Linked DNA regions of Mus musculus: region 2 is linked to region 1. Evidence: chromatin contacts called from public HiChIP or PLAC-seq data. All regions are on one chromosome and are shown on one strand. The core of a region is the stretch at or near the end of the contact, and the rest is flanking DNA. Distances in the headings are between cores, read along the strand shown.

The links. HiChIP or PLAC-seq counts read pairs in DNA pulled down with a chosen protein or histone mark.
Region 2: an H3K27ac HiChIP or PLAC-seq map of embryonic stem cells shows a contact between it and region 1, with 10 read pairs. The contact joins the enhancer-like site here to the promoter of Tmem120b in region 1. A contact is called at or near these places in 1 of 39 promoter capture datasets (cranial neural crest), 1 of 15 datasets of contacts at CTCF or cohesin (large pre-B cells), 14 of 484 Hi-C or Micro-C datasets (the C2C12 cell line, CD4 T cells, LSK cells and 8 more), 7 of 115 datasets of contacts at active chromatin or transcription factors (the HPC-7 cell line, embryonic forebrain, embryonic stem cells and 2 more) and 4 of 9 other capture datasets (adipose tissue, embryonic stem cells, liver and 1 more).

The regions. Positions count from the first base shown.
Region 1 is chr5:123,074,307-123,077,788 of GRCm38.p6, reverse strand. It overlaps Tmem120b (transmembrane protein 120B), which reads right to left and starts at 1,514. Exons shown (of 12, transcript NM_001039723.2): 1 at 1,294-1,514. The coding sequence starts at 1,362.
Region 2 is chr5:122,924,084-122,927,565 of GRCm38.p6, reverse strand. The region is part of intron 11 of Kdm2b (lysine (K)-specific demethylase 2B); the gene reads left to right. Among named protein-coding and RNA genes, the nearest start is that of Gm33118, 16 kb to the left of the region's middle. Within about 2 kb of position 1,910, at least 54 of the 459 cell types and tissues checked have an H3K27ac peak or open chromatin away from gene starts, as enhancers often do. A contact at or near this core is called in adipose tissue, double positive thymocytes and embryonic stem cells, where this site is marked.

The DNA.
Region 1 (3,482 bases), core at 265-2,764:
AAAGCCCCACGCAGGAAACCTCTTCTCCCACTCCCAACTCTAAGACCCACTCACTGGCTCTGTGGCTGGGCATGGCTTCACAGCCCAGTGGGAAAAATTGTTAAGGATATGGCTGAGTCTTTTCCCCGTGGGTGGAACCAAAAGGGATCCTCTGGGAACTATGAGGAACCCAAGACCTCAGATCTGAAAGAGAAGGCACCAACCCATCCATATATGCTGGAGGGACTACGAAGGGATGACAGTCCTGGGTCTCTTAAGTCTCTGCCCATGCCGATCTGCTGCTCAGGTTCACCGGCATCCTTCTGTAACATCGGCAGCCTCACTTTACAAAGACCCATCACAGACCTCCCTTGACAGCATTCTCCTCTGGACATTGCAGGAGGTCAGCCCAACTGAGAACGCTACAGGGACAAGGGGAATGACAAAGTAACCATTGAGAGGAGGAGAGAGTGAATGCGAGGAAGCCATGTGTTGTTCCTCTTGGCCGTCCCCAAGGTTTCCTGAGTCTCTAGTCCCCAGAGCATATAGCTGAGGCCTCTCTGGACCCTCCTGATAGGACCGGGTGGCGATGCTATCCTCTCAAGAGCCCAGCTCTTATACCAACCTTCAACACACCAGGTGGAACGCTCTGTGCCAAAACGGTGAGGGGTTGGGTGCAGCCCTCTATCACCGGGTGAGGCAGCCAGCTGTCAGAACTGACAGATGCCTGCCATCCACAATGGTAAACTCAGCTCGCAGCAGCCGATAAGCAGAACCACATCAGAGCTCCCAAAGTCAAGGCTATGACTGAGGGGTCTCTGAGACTTAAAAACTGCCTAAGGGGCCAAGATGAAAGCAGCCAAGCACAACTCTCAAACCGCAGTTGCAGCGAGGGCTGCCCAGCCAGCACAGAGCGTGTAGTAAGGAGTTGAACAGCCAACTGCAACTGGAGGGTTGGGGGGAAGATCCCTTGTGTGGGGGTTGGTCTGGTGTCCTTTGAGTATCACAGTTTCCTCGTGAACACACCTGGAACTTGCCTCGGGGGCCAGAGACGAACTTTCTGTAGCGAAGGGAGAGCGTGGAGCAAAGAGTGGATGAGAGGGCGCGAGAATGAGGGGCGCCCCAAGAGACTGAGGAGCCAAAGCGCTGCTACATAGGAAGGGGCTGCGCCAGGCCACCCACCAGCCCATCGGACGCACAGCCCGGGCCACCGTCTGGGTCCTATCGCCCCACCTCCGGGCTGGGATGGCTAGATAGGGAAGGCACAAGCACCGCAGGTAGCAAGAGTGGCGGGACCAGGTGGCCCGGTCCTACCTGCAGCTCCTGAAATTCTCCCTCCAGCTCGTGCCACTCGCGCTCGCAACGCTCCAGCTGGCCGGACATGGTGCAATGGTGCAAGGCGGCGGCGGCGGCGGCGACGAAACCCGCAGCGTGACCCGTCCGGCCACCAGCAGCCCACGCCCGCCCGCTCACTAGCCGCCTCCCGAGGCACCAGCTGTTCCTGCGCAGCCGGAGCCACGCGCGCACCTGACGTCACGGGCCCCGCCCCGGCGCCAGCCTCACCCCCTCGCCCGAGGGTGGGGCCCGCGCATGCGCATGGGCGATCCCCCGGGCTCTGGCCTCGTGGCGGGTGCAACTCTTCAGTCTTCTTTGGGTCTCTTCACTCCTCGTGTGTAGGTAGTAGGTTTCTCGTCGGAGTGGGTGGAGGGTTTATGTGTAAGCTGCATTTATGGCTTATGTTACTTAGATTATCTTTGTGGGAGAGTGAGGTGGAAATGATTTGGAGGAGGTAAAGGGAAAATTCATGTATTCCTTCACATTGCCTGACCTAGGCCAAAGCCAGTGCCCTGAAATGACAGCTTTGACAGTGACCGCGTAGTAAGGTCAAGGGCAGGATGGGAAAAATGCAGACTTGGCTCTGTCATCTCACGCTGGCGATGATATTTATTGCAACCAATACAGCCTAGATACATCCCTGTCCTCTAAGACACTGGGTGACTCTTGACAGCTGGTGCTGTCAGTCAAAAGCCACAACCACCAAGTTTATGGAATACAGTTGCCTCCCTTTCCGTGCCAAGTCCGAAAAGACCTGCACAAGCCTGGCTTTTCCAACCACACCTCCTATCTCCCTGCCCTAAATCCAGCTCTCCGGCCATTGTTTTTATCCTGACTTGACATTCCTCCCTCTGAATCATCATGCAGTGGCTTCTTGCTCACTCCTGGAACCTCATTCAAATGACACCTGCAGCTGGGTGTGATATTGCATACCAGCCTTGACAACGTAGTAAGACTTGTCTCAACAAACAAACAAACAAACAAACAAATAAAATATCAAATGATGCCTGTCGGGGCTGGAGGGAAAAACTTCAGTGGTTAAGGGTGTGTGTTCTGCAGTTTGGGTGGCACATGCCTTTCATTGAAGCACTCCAGGGCCAGAGGCAGATAGATCTCTGTGGGTTTGAGACCAGCCTGGTCTACATAGCTCAGGGCCAGCTCCACAGTAAGACCCTGTAAAATTAATTAAAATTAAAAGGACACCTGCATTAGTTTCACAGGGCTATGCTTAGCTACAAGTGGGTGGCCTAGACAATAGAAGTGCATTTATCTCACAGCGACCAACCTGAAACGAAAGTGTCATGACTCCTGAGACCCTGGGTAGGGCCTTGCCTTGCTACCTAGTAGCCATGACAGTGACTGTTGAGCCTACATACTCCATGGCTTTCATCTGCATTGCTCCATTCTCTCTGACCAGTAGTTACAGGGCCTCTCTGTGTGCCCTCTCTTATGAAGACACTGTGAATGAAAATCCCCAGAAGGGCTAGAGAGATGGGTCAGCCTCAGCGGTTAAGAGCACTGGCTGCTCTCCCAGAGATCCTGAGTTCAATTCCCAGCAGTCACATGAAAGAGCTAGAGAAAGTACCCAAGGAGCTGAAGGTGCTTGCAGCCCACTAGGAGGAACAACAATGTGAATTAACCAGTATCCCCAGAGCTCCCAGGGACTAAACCACCAGCCAAAGACTACACACGGAGGGACTCATGGCTCTAGCTGCATATGTAGCAGAGGAAGGCCTAGTTGGTCATCAATGGGAGGAAAGGCCCTTGGTCCTGTGAAGGTTCTATGCCCCAGTGTAGGGGAATGCCAGGGCCAGGAAGCAGGAGTGGGTGGGTTGGTAAGCAGTGAGAGGGGGAGGGGATAGGGGGTTTTCGTGGGGGAAACCAGGAAAGGGAATAACATTTGAAATGTAAATAAAGAAAATATCTAGTAAAAAAAAAAAAACAACCAATCAAAGTGGGAAAATGAAAAAAAAAAATTTGTTTTGTTTTTTTTTTTTTTGAGACAGGGTTTCTTTTTCTTTTTCTTTTTTCTTTTTTTTTTTTTTTTTTTTCTTTTTCTTTTGGTTTTTCGAGACAGGGTTTCTCTGTGTAGCCCTGGCTGTCCTAGAACTCACTCTGTAGACCAGGCTGGCCTTGAACTCAGAAATTCACCTGCCTCTGCCTCCCAA
Region 2 (3,482 bases), core at 661-3,160, 150 kb after region 1:
CCCTCACTCTTTGGATACAGTCTCGCTCTCTAGCCCAGGCTATATAGAGCTCGATCTGGTCCTAATCCTGTGGCAGTATTGTCTCAGCCTCTCCAGTGTCAGGATTATCGTCACGAACTAACGTGCTGGGCCAAGTGTTTCTTTCTCAGCAGCCTAGAGATCAGTTGTTGTATTCTGGCATCACACTCCAAGCATGAGAGAGAAGAAAGTCCTAAATTCGGAGTGGGCTGTGGATGTCAGTTCTAAATTAGGAGTCCACTGTCCAAACAGATGTCGCTTGGCTTTAAGGACAGTTGTGGAGTCAGGTCACACAGTCCCTGCACAGTCCATTATGTAGCTGACGTTCTTGGGGACATGGTAAAAATAGGAGAAGGTGTGATCCATTGTCACGGCTGACACATGTAAAGCCCAGCAGGGGCCTGAAGTTCTCCGTAAGCTAGGGCTGATATTATTTCAGACACTTTGGGGTGAAGACAGTTTTGTTACCGGTCTGGTCTGAGAGCTAGAGGAGCCATGTTGTAAGGAATGGGTAGAGCCTTTTGTTGCTGTTTTTTGAGACAGGGATTCTCTGTGTATCCCTGGCTGTCTTGGAACTCACTCTGTAGACCAGGCTGGCCTTGAACTCAGAAATCCACCTGCCTCTGCCGCCCAAGTGCTGGGATTAAAGGCATGCGCCACCATTGCCCGACCGGGCAGAGCCTTTTTTCTTTTGAGGACTTAGCATTCTCCACCCTGGCACCCACCTGCTTCTAAAGATCCTCGTTTCTGGTGTTACCAGTTTTCAAGACAGCGAGAGATGTACAATCTAGATTTGTTTCTCTCTCTCTCTCTCTCTCTCTCTCTCTCTCTCTCTCTCTCTCTTGCTTAGAGTTTGGCCCAGGATCTTGGGAATGTTGCGTGTGCTGGGTCACAGAGTCTCCTCCTCCAGCTCTGTTGACTCTGTAAAACCTTCTTGCCTACTTCAAAGGAGGCTTCTCCTCAGAGGGGAGCTATAAGGCAGGAAGTAAGTGCCCAGGGGGGCTGGCTGGCTTCCAGTGTGATCACAGAATCTTGTCCCCTGCCTATGCAACCTCAGGAGCCTGGGGGAAGGACTCTGCATCAGGTATCCAGGTAGCATCCTAATCCAGGATCTAGGATTCACCTTACTGTGTAGAGACCTCTTACCCACATAAGATTAGAAGTTTCCGTTTGCGTGTATTGGAAGTTAGAGTTAAGACTTAAACACAGTTTTATGGGGAGGACTGTAATGCAGTCTACTACAGATGAAGTGGTTGTTTTGTTTGTTTTTCCAGGTGCAGATAGGAATAGAGGGAGGGGTTCTGAGACCCGAATAAACTGTCACCTGGTGCTCCCCAGAACAGCAGTTCTGGCCTTGTTACAGCCCCCTCATGAACCCCACTGTTGGAGCTCCAATCCTAATGCCAGGCATTGCCTTCTTAGTGCTGGTATTTTTAGTCATGGCATAGGCTAGGGGCTTCCAGTGATTAACACCCCACTCTGGGGAGCAATGGAGGCCAAAGCTCTTGTTAACAAATTAAATTCTTGGAGAGAAGTTGGCATGATGGGGGGAGGCAAGGTTCCTTTGGTAGGTCATACATGGGGCAGTTTCCAGCAGCAAGAGCCAGGTGAGGGCAGGAAGCTTGCTCTGGGATTGGCGAGAGCCATGGGCTTACAGGGTGTGGTCCTTAGGGGGCTGGGACACCGAGGACACACAGCCTTCATTCTGTTTGTGTGCTCCACGGTCCCTGAGAATGTGTCAATTCAGGCAGAGCCTAAGGAATCCTGTGACATCATTCCCTCCGGAACATTTTTTTCTGAGACAAAAATCTTGCACTAGGCTACGAGCCTCCCCTAAATTTCGCCTTTACAAATGAAAATACACCCCAGGAAGACAGGCGCCATTGTGCCCCCTAGTGGCCATCAAATGCTGTACACAGAAGGGAACTTGGCATTGTTTAGTACAGGAGATTTGGGATACAAGGGCACCTTGGGAAAAATTTAAAGCTAATGTGTTTAATTAAAAAATAAAAAGGAGCTGGGTGTGGTGGCGCATGTCTTTAATTCCACCGCTTGAGAGGCAGAGGCAAGTGGATCTCTGTGAGTTTGAGATCAGCCTGGTCTACAGAGTTCCAAGACAGCCAGAAACTTTGTTTTGAAAAACCAAAAAGGAAATAATAATAATAATCAGAAGCAAGTAGATTTCTGAGTTCAAGGGCAGCCAGATATACATAGCCATGTCCTTAAATAAGAAAGCAGTTTTATTAATACCTTATTTTTTTTTAGATTTTCTTCTTTTTGGGGGGGGGGCTAGAAACCCTTTAGAGATAGGGTTTCTCTGTGTAGCCCTGGCTGTCCTGGAACTCACTCTATAGACCAGGCTGGCCTTGAACTCGGAAATCTGCCTGCCTCTGCCTCTGCCTCCCAAGTGCTGGGATTAAAGGTGTGGACTACCGCTTCCTGGCCTCCTTTCTTTCTTTTTTTAATGCATGGTTATTTATTTGTGGAGGGAGGATCTCACTAAGTCTGGCTAAAACTCATTCTGTAGATCAGGCTGACCTTGAACTTGTCCAGAGCTCATTTTGTCTACCTCCCAAATGCTGGGATTAAAGGCATTTACCCATTCACCCAGCAAGAAAAATTTTAGGTTTATGGAAAATTCAGAAAAATAAAACAGCTCAAGTATGTTAACATCTTAGTATAATACATTTGGCACAATTATTAAAACTAATATTTTGTTATTTCTTCAGATTTCTGCAATATTTACCTTTTGTTGCCCAGAATTTTGTCCCTGATTCAACATTTAATTTCCTCCTCAGGGTTTTTTTGTTTTTTCTTGGTTAGCCAGTGTTTCAGACTGCCCCTGTTTTGAGGGGTTTGTCAGTTTTGTTTTTTGTTTTGTTTTGTTTTGTTTTATGGTTTTTGGTGGTTTGGGGGAGCTCTGGTCAGGTATCTTGTTAGCCTGTCCTTTAGGGGACCGAAGCTTTATGTCTTGAGTTTTACCTGCTGGAAGCTTTCTTTAGTCATTGTTATACATAGTTATTGGGTTAGACAATATTGGGTATACAACAGTGTGTCAGTCGTTCTTCTTATGCTTGGTCAAAATATCTGTCAGAAGCAACATCAGTCAGAGAGACAAATGTCCTGGCTTGCAGCATCAGAGGCTCATTGATAGCGGCAGGGGAGGCATGGTGACAGAAGCCACCAGCTCAGCTTGCTGTGCCTTGGCAGCAGACAGGACTGAGAAGAGAGCTCAGGCCAGGAAGCCTCCAGCCTCACTCTTACTGCCCTATCTCTGCCCTGTAGGCCTCAGAGTCCAAGAAGGGAAGGGTTCTGTCATCTCTCCAAACTGCCACTAACTGGGGACAAAGTGTTGACGTGCACGAGCTTGCAGGAGACCTTGTTCATTTAAATCATAACATAGTCGACAAAGATATTTTATAACTAGCCGTTGTGGGTCAGTGATGCTGGGTGTTCCAGGGCAA